2 separate regions of the Danio rerio genome follow, and region 1 is linked to region 2. Evidence: chromatin contacts called from public Hi-C data. All regions are on one chromosome and are shown on one strand. Each heading gives the region's core, a stretch centred on a gene start, on an enhancer-like site or on the middle of the called end of the contact. The rest is flanking DNA. Distances are from core to core; before and after follow the strand shown. Region 1 holds the start of tnni4a (troponin I4a). Region 2 overlaps dock4b (dedicator of cytokinesis 4b).

What was found. A called contact is a pair of places that touch in the nucleus more often than the background predicts.
Region 1: a contact with region 2 is called in a Hi-C map of an unstated tissue, with 4 times the contacts expected there. The contact joins the promoter of tnni4a here to the enhancer-like site in region 2. A contact is called at or near these places in 3 of 18 Hi-C or Micro-C datasets (caudal fin, skeletal muscle and an unstated tissue).

What each region holds. Positions count from the first base shown.
Region 1 is chr4:7,870,293-7,876,866 of GRCz12tu, reverse strand. It overlaps tnni4a (troponin I4a), which reads right to left and starts at 2,310. Exons shown (of 7, transcript NR_130146.1): 1 at 2,161-2,310.
Region 2 is chr4:7,433,850-7,440,538 of GRCz12tu, reverse strand. dock4b (dedicator of cytokinesis 4b) reads right to left here. Exons shown (of 52, transcript NM_001166228.1): 36 at 5,032-5,180; 37 at 4,084-4,170; 38 at 3,708-3,812; 39 at 3,474-3,615. Among named protein-coding and RNA genes, the nearest start is that of dock4b, 87 kb to the right of the region's middle. Within about 2 kb of position 3,593, at least 9 of the 62 cell types and tissues checked have an H3K27ac peak or open chromatin away from gene starts, as enhancers often do.

The DNA of each region.
Region 1 (6,574 bases), core at 1,061-3,560, 440 kb before region 2:
TCCTCTCATCCTCCTCGTTTCTCCTCTAAAAATGTATTCTATAAGTCAGTCAATCGCATGACTGTAACTTGTCTTTTTCTGCTTAAGACATCTGAAATAATTAGATTTTTTTAAAATGCTATTTTTTTGAGTATATAAAGTTAAAGCCACAGTTTTTTTATTTTATTTGTTTTATTTTTTTCAAATATTTCCTAAATTATTTTTAACAGAGCAAGGAATTTTTTTAAGTATTTCTTTCTTAATTAATTAATTCCTTAGGGTATTAATATAGACCTTTAAGGTACAAATTTGTACCTTTTGAACAGGCAACACGGCTGTGACATCTTGCGAACCTTTATTTTTAAGAGTGTAGGGATAGTTCACCCAAATAGTTAAATTCACTCAGTATTACTTTACTCTCTTAAGTGGCTCTAAAGCTTAATGAGCTATTTTTTCCTGTTAAACACAAAAATACACTTAAAAAATTGCAAATAATTGATATGCGTTAAATTTAAACAAACAAAATAGAGTATTGTTCAACTTGATTTGTTTGTTTAAATTCAGCCCAAATAAATAGTTTACAACCGCTTAACATAAAAAATAAAAATGTAAATCCAAGGAATCATCTTTGCATCTTTTTTTTCAGTGTTTTTCAAGTTTTTAGCATGTTTCAAAATATCTTCTTTTGTGTTCAACAGTAAGAAAGAAGCTCTGACAGGTTTGTGACAAGGAGGAAGAGTAAATTATAACAGAATTTTCAAGAAAATTCTATTTAAATTATAAAAAAAATAAATAAATAAAAAACTTTTGACCAGTAGTGTGTGTGTGTGTGTGTGTGTGTGTGTGTGTGTGTGTGTGTATATATATATATATATATATATATATATATATATATATATATATATATATATATATATATATATATAACCTTACTCACAACAAAGTTGAATATACAGTATACATATACTCAAAAAATTACGTTTACTGCTTGCTCAAACTACTTATTAAAAATTAGTTGAAGTGACACGATTTTTAAGGTTTTGATGGGAACAAGAAAAAATGTTTGATCAATCCACTTAAATATGTACAAATTATTAAGCTAACTTAATAGATTTGTGTTGGGACAACATGAAAAAAACATTGTGTGGAACCCAACCTTTCTTATACAATGAAAAAAAACTATTCAAAGATGATTGGATTTATGGTCTGAATTTAAACAAACAAATTAAGTTGAACATTAATAAATGTAATTTGTTTGTTTAAACTCAACTCATATAGGTTGTTTGCAACAATTTTGCAGACAGCACTTTTTTCAGTGTAGTATATACACTGTAAAAAAATGCAGAACTTGACACAATTTATTCATGTTGTTCCAACACAACTCGATTAGGTTAGCAGGTCCCACTTTATATTAAGTGTCCCTAACTACTATGTACTCACATCAAAAAAATAAATACAATGTACTTACTGTGTTTATAATGTGTTTGAAAACACTTGTGGTGCTTTTGACTTGGGATAGAGGTTGGGTTATGGACAGGTTTGGTGGTATGGGTAGGTTTAAGGGTGGGTTATTGTGTAAGGGATGGTCAACAGTGTATTTACAAATGTAATTACAGAAGGTAATTACAGATGTAATTACATACATGTATTTAATCAAGCCTAAGTACACAGTAAATACAAGTATTTACACAATAAGTACATTGTAATAAACTATTGGTTCCTATGTAAGTACATATTAGTTAAGGCCACTTAATATAAAGTGGGACCTTATATTGTTGTTTCATCTCATTTTAGTACATGTAACAATGTTTGAACAAACAGCAAGCTTAATCTTCTGAGTGAATATAAAATAAAGACACCCTTGACAGTTTGACAGGACAATACACTGGAACCATCTCAAACAATATACAGTTACAACCAACACAAACTCCATCCAGAATGTCGGTCCAGTCATTGCTAAAGAGGGCCTGTCGTTGACCTCAAAATAGCCGGCACTATTAGACCGCGCATCCTAGTGTCATTAATCATGCCGGAAAACATGCAAAAATAAACAAAAACTCAAGTTTCCATTTGCCTGAATCAAAGAGAGTCTTCATTGCTCTCCAACTTAAAAGAGCTCTGAAGTGGAGCTTTGATTTCTCCGGTTAGACATGATAAAACACACTGATCCAGGGCTCTTACCTTTGAAGAGGAGTCGAGGAGCTTGAGCGCAGGAGTGATGGAGCACAGGCAGATTTTCAACCATTGATCCCAACCTCACCTCTCACATGTGAATGGACAACCAAAATAACCCGTGCATGCAGCGCCTCCCATCACACCACTGTCCTGAAACTGCACAATTCACATGCATGCATTTAGCACTGGCTTTAGCACAGATAATTATTGGACAAACAAACAAAAATGCTGTTAGTTATCAATATGAACTCATTGATTGGTTTCAGGCGATTGTCATTCTACCCAAACATAACACAGAGCCTCGGTCAGGTGCTGCAGATAGAAATGCACATAATTGCTTAATTGAGCATTTTATGGCGTGTCTCACACTGTCATTCACTGATGCTCGGAGGCCTGGATTTTAAATGAGAGTCCTAGCATTCAGTGGAGCGTGGCATTAATTACAGGCAAGTATCACCTCGAGACTGCTGGGAAGAACATGAAAATAGATCAGAGCATTTAAGTCATAAAATAGGGAGGACGGGGTGGATTTATGTCCAACTTTTGAGTTAAAAGCCTCAGATTACAAGCACAAGCCCATAATGAATTTAAAGTTTTTTTTATGGTTAAGTTTTAGGCTAATTTTGTCGAAACTGTTTGGTATTTTTAATGCAATTTTTTTTTCATAATATAAATAAATAAATAAAAGTAAATAGACTTAATAATTTTTTTAAATGTATATTTTTACATATTTAAATTTTAATCTTACGAACAAATAAACAAATACATAGTTAATATAAATATAGTTTAATAGTTTAATCTAAATAATTACATCTAAATGTTTTTTTATTTACATGTTGCCTAATGATAATATAAATTATACAAAAAACTAAAAATAAATAAATATTAAATATTCATATATAAATAGATAGCCAAATAGTTTAATCTGAATAAATCTCATTTTTTATATGTTCAGTTTGCCTACCGATAATAGAAATTATACAAATAAATAATTGAATGAATTAATTAATGAAGTAAAGAATGGAAAAAAATATGAATAAAAAATTACTTTACGTGAGTGTTATGTACATATTTCCATTTTTTTTAATGTATACATGCGTATAGTTAAACAGAAATAAATGAGTACATTAATTTGACGTAAATTAATAAAGATAAATTAATGAATAAATGAAAAAATATATAATAAAACAGTAAAAATAAAAATATACATATATATAGTTAAATAGAAATAAAAAAAATGCATTTGGCATGAATGTTTTTAAATGTTTATACTTTTCCTAACGATAATAAATACAATAATATAAAAACATTTAAAAAAATTATATTGAATAAAAAAAATTTATTAATAAAATGGACAAATAAAAAATAAATACATAAACAAATAAACAAAAATAAGTAAATAAATAAATAAACTAAATAAAACAAGCAAACAAAAAAATATAAATAAATAAATAAATGCATAGATAAATAAATAAATGAATAAATATAAAAATAAATATATAAATAATAAACAAAGTAAAACAAACAAACAAACAAATATAAATAAACCAAAATAAATAAATGAATAAACAAAAATAAACAAACAAACAAATAAACAAAATAAATAAATATTTACATTTTATCTAACATATAATTTGCATTTGTATAACTACCTCTTATTGCAAATAACTTACCTTATATTTAAATAAAAAATTGTATTCACCAAATAAAACTTATTAAGCCTGTAATTAAAACAGGCAGATCATCCACTGCAATGCTGTAAAAAATGCTGGGTTCCACACAATCAGATTTATGTTGGGACAATATGAAGGAATTAAGTTAACTTATTAGCTTTTACAAATTTAAAAAAAAAAAGCCCTCAATAATTGTGTTGTTTCAGCTAATTTTAAATGCGTAGTTTAAACACACAGCAAACATAATTTTTTTGAGTAATCCTTCAGACTACAAGTTTCACATGGATGAACACACGACCCCTATAATGGATTTCTTTTTGAACGTTTGACCACTGGTCTACGTGCTGAACCTGTCTGGCTGTTGTGTTGGTAAAGAGCGTGAACGGGGGACGCTGGAAGGGCACACACACCTTTAGAGGAATGTGGAAAATGAAAACAGCAGCTGTCGACAGAAGCAAAACCCAAACGTCCCATGACGCATCGCTCACGACCGAATACATGTGCGCCTCTGATCACTCTTATTTTTAGGAGCGCCTCTTTTTCACTCGTCGCCATCACACTCTTCACTGTCAGCACTGATAACACACTTTAATGACCTGAGCTGACAGTGAAAGATTTGCCCATCACAACTATGCAAGCTAATAAACCGTAGAGGCGTTCTGAATGTTGTGTTGATCTGATATTTAGACCAGCAGACAGATTGTATGCAATGTAAAATTAAGATGCTTTCTGTACAGTCAACTCAGTTTACTTGTATTGACCTTATTCTTCACATACAATATAAGTGGATGCAGCCATCTGAATCTTTTTGGCTTGAGACATCTGGACTCATTCACTTACATTCAATTTTAGACATTAAAAACAGCTCATTATCATGCTAATTGATGTTGCAAATTGATGTTTTCTTCTTATACTATCCTACTTTTTAGGTATAGTCATGAATATAGTACACTTATTTGTAGAGCAAGTAGTTTGATTGTTTATTAAGCCTAGTCATTTCTCCCAAAGGCCACTGAATCAGGCGTTCTAAAACAATCACAGAATTGAGTAGACTTCCACATATCTAAATAAGGTCAATAGTGCTTTTAACAATGATTATCACTCTAAAGCAGCTAAACAAAAGGTGCACATCATTCCATTACAGTCTAAATCAGTCAGAAAAAGTAAAGAGTGAATATACTGGCCTGCCATTACATAAATATAGTAAACACAAAGGAGCTTTTATATGGAAATAATAAGAAGAATTTATAAGTGAAGTAGATGATAACACATTATTTGGCATGAAATAGCAGCTTGTGATGTCCAGTAATGTAACAAGCTGTTTTGTAATGGTATGTTTTTCTAAATTATACAAATAAATGCCAAAATTACTGTATATACTTCCTAAAATGTTTTTACATACATTTTCATACATATACAACAGTTTTACTTGGATACTTTTTACAAATTTAAATGTCTGCCTAACAAACAAACCTAACACATAGGCAAATAAGCAATAAATGAAACAAATACATTTAAATCTACATCAAACAAATACATAAATGGTCATATATTGACATAAATGAATGTTATATATATATATATATATATATATATATATATATATATATATATATATATATATATATATATATATATATATATATATATACACATCACATCTTTCAATTCAATTCATCTTTATTTCTATAGCACTTTTACAATGTACATTGTCAAAGCAGCTTAACATAGTTCTAGTAAATTGTAAATGTGTCAGTCCAATTTTCAGAGTGTGATTAATGTGTGAGATTATATATATAGTTTTATGCAAAAGTTTGTGCACCCTCTCTTTTGTGTGGATTTCAAAACCTGCAGTCACTTAATGCTGACTGAATACAAGACAAAACTGATTTGAGTGACTCAGTGAACCTCAATCCTAACACAGGTGGAACCAATCATGAAAAAAGATATTTAAGATGGCTGATTGCTATTTGAGATTCTTCGTATTGTCAACCAAAAAGAAGCAACATGGAAACCTCAAAGTAACTATCTAAAGACCTAAACGCTAGAATAATGTACCAACATAAAATAGGATAAGGAAGCACAAAGCTATCCCAAAGGTTTAAAGTATCTATATCTACAACCAGTAATATAGTAGGGAAGTGAAAGGCCACAGGAACAGTTCTTATGCCGGAAAGATGCTAGACCAAAAAATATAACTGAAAGGCAAATGCGAAGAATGGTCACAGACAAACCACAGACCACCTCCAAAGTGCTCCAGGAACATCTTGCTACTGATAATCTGAAGTCCAGTGCATTCTTTACAAAGAACGGCTCAATGGAAGGTGATGCAGAAGAAGACTTTTCTGCATTCTGCCAACAAGGACAGTTGTTTGAGGTATGCAAAGGCTCATCTGGACAAGCCTGAATCATTTTGGAAAAATGTACTGGGGACAGATGCCACAACCACAGGCACTTCGCATGCCGGAAAAAGAACACAGCATTCCAGGAGCAGAACCTGCTCCCTACTGTAAATATGGTGGAGGGTCCATCGTGCTGTGTGAATGTGTGGCAAGCACAGGTACTGGAAACCTTGTCAAAGTTAAAGGTCGCATGGATTCCACCCAGTATCAGCAGATTCTGAAGGAAAATGTCCAGGAATCAGTCAAGAGGCTGAAGTTAGGCAGGGTTGGATGTTTCAGGAGGATAATGACCCAAAGCACAGTTCCAGATCTACCTGGTAATTCATCCTCAGACATGGTCCAATG
Region 2 (6,689 bases), core at 2,344-4,843:
GGGGACAACTCATTTTTTTATATTCAATCTACTTAAATTTGTATAAACTAGAACTAAAAGATAACACAATATTTATCTGAGCTTTTAATCCCATGCCCTCCTAGACATGCTTTGCGCTCATCTGATGCTGGTCTCAGTCAACGCAGGTAAAATCAATGGAAGGCATTCTCTTCATTGGCACCTAAGGTATGGAACCCTTTACCCTCAGATATTCGCAACACAGACTGTTTTTAAATCATTTCTTAAAATTACTTTTTACGGTTATTATTAGTTTTAGACCTATTACTATTGTTTTTATGTGTTTTTAATTATTGCTTTTTTGCATTTACCCTTGAATCTTTTAGTGCTGCACATTTTAAATGTCTGTAAAGTGCCTCGAGGGGCTACTTTTAAAGATGCTATATAAAAATAAAGTTTATTATTTAATATTATTATTATTTTTATTATTAAAAGTTAACTTAATTCAGGCTTCATACACATTTTTACTACTAAAATTCCATGACTTTTCAATGACTTTTCCAAAACTTTAAAGTAAATATTCATGATCTTGTTTCAAATTTCATGTTATGTCTATGTACACTTAGTAAATGACAAAAAAATGCATGTTCAAATTTATTACAGCATATCAAAAAAATATATGACAATCTATGGGGTTTATATTTATTTTTATATCTGTAAAATAGTTTTTAGAAAGTATCTTGCTGTCTGCGTGAAAGTTTCATAATGATGGCTTGTGTTTTCAAAAGACTTAAGACTAGTACAAAGTATCCTTCAGCACTCACAGTATCTTACCTCTGCAGTTAGATATTGCTCTCAAAATGCATCTTGATTTACAGTGAAAGAGAGGCGAAGGTAAAGTTGGTTTAGATTTTTTTAAGTTATTGCTTTTTTCTACCCATTTAATTTTGTTAAAGGATACACATCAAATATAGTATCAAGTATAAGCTAAGTTCATCTCAAATATTTTTTCAGACCTTTTCAGGTTTTCCAGAACCGTATAAACCCTGTTAATTCCTTCATGTCCTCCCAACACAAATCGTTTGTGTGGAACCCAGTATTTTTTGTAGTGTATGCATATATTTACAACAGTTTTATACAGTATTATTTGATTATTTAATATTAACTTTTATATTATATTATATTATATTATATTATATTATATTATATTATATTATATTATATTAATTATATTATATTATATTATATTATTTTATATTAATTATATTATATTATATTATATTATATTAATTATATTATTTTATATTATATTATATTATATTAATTATATTATTTTATATTATCTTAATTATATTATATTAATTATATTATATTATACTATATTATATTATATTAATTACATTATTATATTATATTATATTATATTAATTATATTATATTATACTAATTATATGATATTATATTAATTATATTATATTATATTATATTATATTATATTATATTATATTATATTAATTATATTATATTATACTATATTATATTAATTACATTATTATATTATATTATATTATATTATATTATATTATATTATATTATATTATATTATATTATATTATATTATATTATAAAGACAGAGTTCAATAAGAGATTTTGCTGTATTACTGCTATCCCCTCCTCACCAACAAAAGCAGACAACATTCCATTTGGAAAACACCCCCCGCAAAATGTTGAAAACCCCAACATCATGTGCCTTACAGATACGAGTTCTGATCAGCACATAAATATGAATCGAGCAGGGCAGACATCCAGGAAGACCAATGATTAATCGCTGGCTTTGGATAACAAAACGCTGCGCTCATGCAGTTTGACCGGGCCTGTCTGCTCTAATTGTGCTGAGGAGGACGTCACAAATTCTCTGAGCTCCAGGCCTCCAGGTCCGTGTCTCATCAATTGAGCAAACGCTCTCCTATGACCTGCTGTCTCCACCGCTGATGTGTGCACAGAGAGAGGGGAAGGGGATCGATTAGCAGACACGTGGATGTGTAGTTAAAGTTAGCGACTCTGGCTTTGCTGGAGTAGGGCTGATGTTCGATCACACTCATGTACTGTAAATATTTTATAATATGCACAGGTAGTGTTTTCAGCCAATGATAAACTTCCAGTGAAAGGTTTATGTGACTATTTTCAATTTTACATGGTTCCTTTGACGGATGTTGCAATGTAATTAAAATACAATCGGTTAAACAGATTTAAGTGTTCATTTAGTTGTTTAAGCGTAAAACAAGATGAAAACTAGCGCCATCAGTAACAGTAGGATACTGAAACTCCATTGAAAATACTGGGATGAAATAAATTTCCATATTTTGAAGACAGGACATGGAAAATTTTTATTTATCAATTAGGCGGTGAAGATCACTGATTTTGAACGAAATCAGGTCTTAAACATGCTGATTTTATAATAGCATGACATTTAGTGCTTAGGCTTGCTGATTGCAAACTAAAAGTCAGTGTGCATTTACTGTACTGTCTATTAACGAACAATCATATGTTAAACTTGTTGGCAAATCACCACCAGGTCCCACAATGATATTGGTGTAGGACAATTTGTAGTATCACAACATTGGGAAAGTTGACTGCGACTCCCAAATAATGTGATTTCAACTTAAAAGTCTGTGATTAAAGTAACAGGAAGGATGTTTCACATCAAAATGCTTATTTAATGCACACCAAATTTAATTCAAACTCTAGTCCTTAAGGCCTGGACACACCAAGGAAGATGTTCGAGAGGAAATACAAAGTAGTTAGTTGTCATTTTGTTGAATTTAATAAATATTTGCTTTGATAACTATTTAATATGGATTATGAGAATATCAGACATGTTTGCACAAGCAAATCTTTCTATGGTGAGTATGAATACTGTGAAAATGGTAAGCACTGGTTTGTTTGTGTGCAGCACTAGTTCCCTTTTTGTTTTAGCCAATATTTTTATTAGTTGTTTGTTTGTGGTATCGCTGGTTTTACAGACACCACATGAACATCACATTAAAATCAAATGTGGAACACATGAAAAAAAAACAAGTGAAGCATATACGTGGTTATGAAACATTTGATTTTTTTGTGATCACATTTCCACATGCGAGTTTCATATGAAAATATTTCAATACGTGTTCCATTTATGTTCCATTTATGTTCCACATATTTCACATGAAACTGCACAGGTTTTCTACCTCTCGATCATATTTTCACATGTCTTCAGTTATTCTTATTTGGTCACAAGCTTCACATAAAAACAATGTTTCACTAGTGTTCCCCATTTATGTTCCACATATTTCATTTGCGTTTTTTTTATTTTATTTTATTTTATTTTATTTTTTTATTCTGACCGACTGTTTTCCACACTTCATTTCAGTGTATTGTGTTCAGATTCCTAAGTATAAGCTATATTAAAAAAATACCAACTGTTGTGAACCTGCAAAAGTTAGACTCTTTTTAAGGCAGAGATGTGTGAAGGATACACTGGGCTTCAGCCTGGTAAATGGTCTGGTCAGGCTGGTTGGCGTGTTGCATTGCGATGGCATGAGGGAACTCATTGAGCATGCGCTGCTGGAACGCCTCCAGACGCTCGTAGTCATGACCACGACACACAAACTCCTTATTCTGCACATCACACGCACACACACAAATAACCTGGTTAATACTGACACCAAGTGGACTTCAGAGTTACTGTCAGAGACAAAGAAGACACAAACCCGTAGAAAGAAGGGGAACTTCTTGCCGTAAAAGCCCACTCTGAAGAACTCCGGCTCCAGCCGCTGTTGGTCCATGATTTTATCGTAAAACGAAGCCTCCATCATCTGTGATTTGCATATGGTTAGCAGACTGGTGCACACACTTCATGCATCTAATTAATTGTGAACATTTCCTTCATAAATATATATTTGCATGACAATATTCCACATTCTCTGCCTGTAAATGTTAGATAAATGACTTCTGTTATGAATGGCATTCTTGTAAAATGATGCATTAAGTCACTAATTAGGGTTGATGTGTAAGAGTTATGTTAATGAAATGTTGATCCCTTTAAGAGCTAAGGGAAATGCGCTTCTTTAAAGAGCTGTAACTCACCCTCATCTTGCTGAGGTTTCTGTAATCGTAGTAGGATTCATACTGGTCTGCTAACTCTCTGCACAGGAGGATGCCGTTCTCCCAACACTGAGGAGAGAGGAGCGTTTTAATTCACATGCAATTTTATAAAGTACCAGTAGGAGACACTAGAGCACCATTAATATGAATAAAATAGAAAATAAAATAAAATAAAATAAAATAAAATAAAATAAAATAAAATAAAATAAAATTAAATTAAATTAAATTAAATTAAAAAATAATTAAATTAAATTAAATTATTTGAATACAAAAACATTAATATTACTTTATATTTCCTAATTAAACCAATAATATAATAATAAAATACAATTTGCCTACAAAAAGTTAATTAATATGGCTTAATATTTTCTAATTAAAGGAAATGCTTTTTAAAGCAAGCAAGAATAAAGCACAAATAAAATAAATATAATGCTTTGAATACAAAAATATATGAATATTGCTTTCTATTTTTAAGTAAACCTATAAAATAAAACATGATTTGTCTACAAAAAAATAAACTAATAAGGCTTTATATTCTCCAATCTATTGTAGTTTGTACTGTACTTTTCTTTTATATGTCAGCGTGCACTTTGATCTGCAATATTTTATAGTGCTTAAAAAAAAGATCAGATCTATTTCATTTGCCAAACACTCATACACTAAGACGTATATCATTCATCAAGCAGAAACGTTTCAGTGATATTACTTTCTAAATCCTGCATCCCGACAGATGACTCCTGCCACAATGAAAGCAGACAACAAATGCACTGATTTTTCACTCTCATCAGCAGACAAAGTGATTAAGTCGCTGATTATGTACATAGCATTTCGTTGTGAAGGATAACTGCTCGAAATACAATCACCCATTGATAATTTCATAACAAGAAGCAAGATGAAAAATGAAAGGAAAAATGCAGAGAAAATTCAGACCTTTCCGCGATCAAAGTTCTGGATGATTGTGAGATGCAGATACTCCTTTCTCTGCCACTCGCTCTGCATGGGATAACTCAAAAACTCCCTCAAGGGCCTTTCAGACCATTCCAGCAGCTCGTCATACAGCAGAAGAGTATACGAGGCCTCTGTAGAGACAAAAAACATGATAAAATAACAGTGGAAAAGAAGATTAGAGAGTGATCCATCCATCCATCCATCCATCCATCCATCCATCCATCCATCCATCCATCCATCCATCCATCCATCCATCCATCCATCCATCCATCCATCCATCCATCCATCTATCTATCTATCTATCTATCTATCTATCTATCTATCTATCTATCTATCTATCTATCTATCTATCTATCTATCTATCTATCTATCACCTTTTTAAACATTTACACTAAAACATTTCCTGGATAAACACATACTTATCAATTTAAAAATATGCGTTATATTAAAATATGTTTTATCAAAATATGTTTTTCCTCCCCTTTCAATAAATATGTGCAAGTATATACATAGTGTATATCTCATACGTACACATCACGCTAGAACAGTACTTTACAAAATAACCTTTAATATCTTTTTGGTTATTATTTGTTTTTTTTTTACTTTAAGGTCAGCAGAGTAGTATCATGAAAGATTAGTTTAATAGATTTGTCACATAATTAAGGTATTAAGGTATATTATCATCGATTACTGGAAGTAATCTGAACATTTTCTGTCATTTTATTCAGTGTTTTTTTTATTATTATTATTTTAGATGTAATTTATGTTTTTTATTGTGCTTCAGTCTATGCAACTTATGAAATATGTGACTATAAAAACAGCCACAATCAATAGTGTAAATATTTGGGAAATTAAGATTCATACATAAGATTTGCATTGATGTGTGTGATTGTTAGAATAAGAAAACATTTGACAGAGATGTAACTATCTAAAAATCTGAAATTTGAGGGCTCCAAGCATCAAAATACCTTCAAAGTTATCAAAATTAAGTTCTTAGCAGTGCATATTACCAGTCAAAAATTGTGTTTTGGTATATTTACAGTAGAATACATACAAATATCTTCATGAAACATGATCTTTACATAGCATTCTAATGATTTTTGGTTTTAAAGAAATATCAATCATTTTCACCCATACAAATATATTTCAGTGTCACACAATCAATCAATTTAAATTTTTCCCAACTTGATGGTCAAGAATAAATTCTTATTGTTATCAATGCTAAACACTTAGTATTGGCTTAATTTTCCATAAATCTTCTGGAAGTAAAATTTTGATATAGGGCTCCAGAATACAGAAAATGTAACTCATAAAATATGTGACCACAAAACCAGTCATTAGTGTCAATATTTAAGAAATTAAGACGCATGCGTCATCCAAAAGCTTGACTAGATCGTATAAATAGGATTTGCATTGATGTGCGGGATTGTTGGATGAATAACAATTTGATTAAAAACATTGAAAAGACAACTATTTAAAAATCGAGATTTTGATGGTTGCAAACATCAGATCACTGAGAAAATCAACTTTAGATCTGTCAAAGATTCTTAGCAATGCATATTAACAATCAAATTGGGTTTTGACACATTTACAGTAGAAAATGTACAAAATAACCTTATGAATTATGATCTTTACTTAAT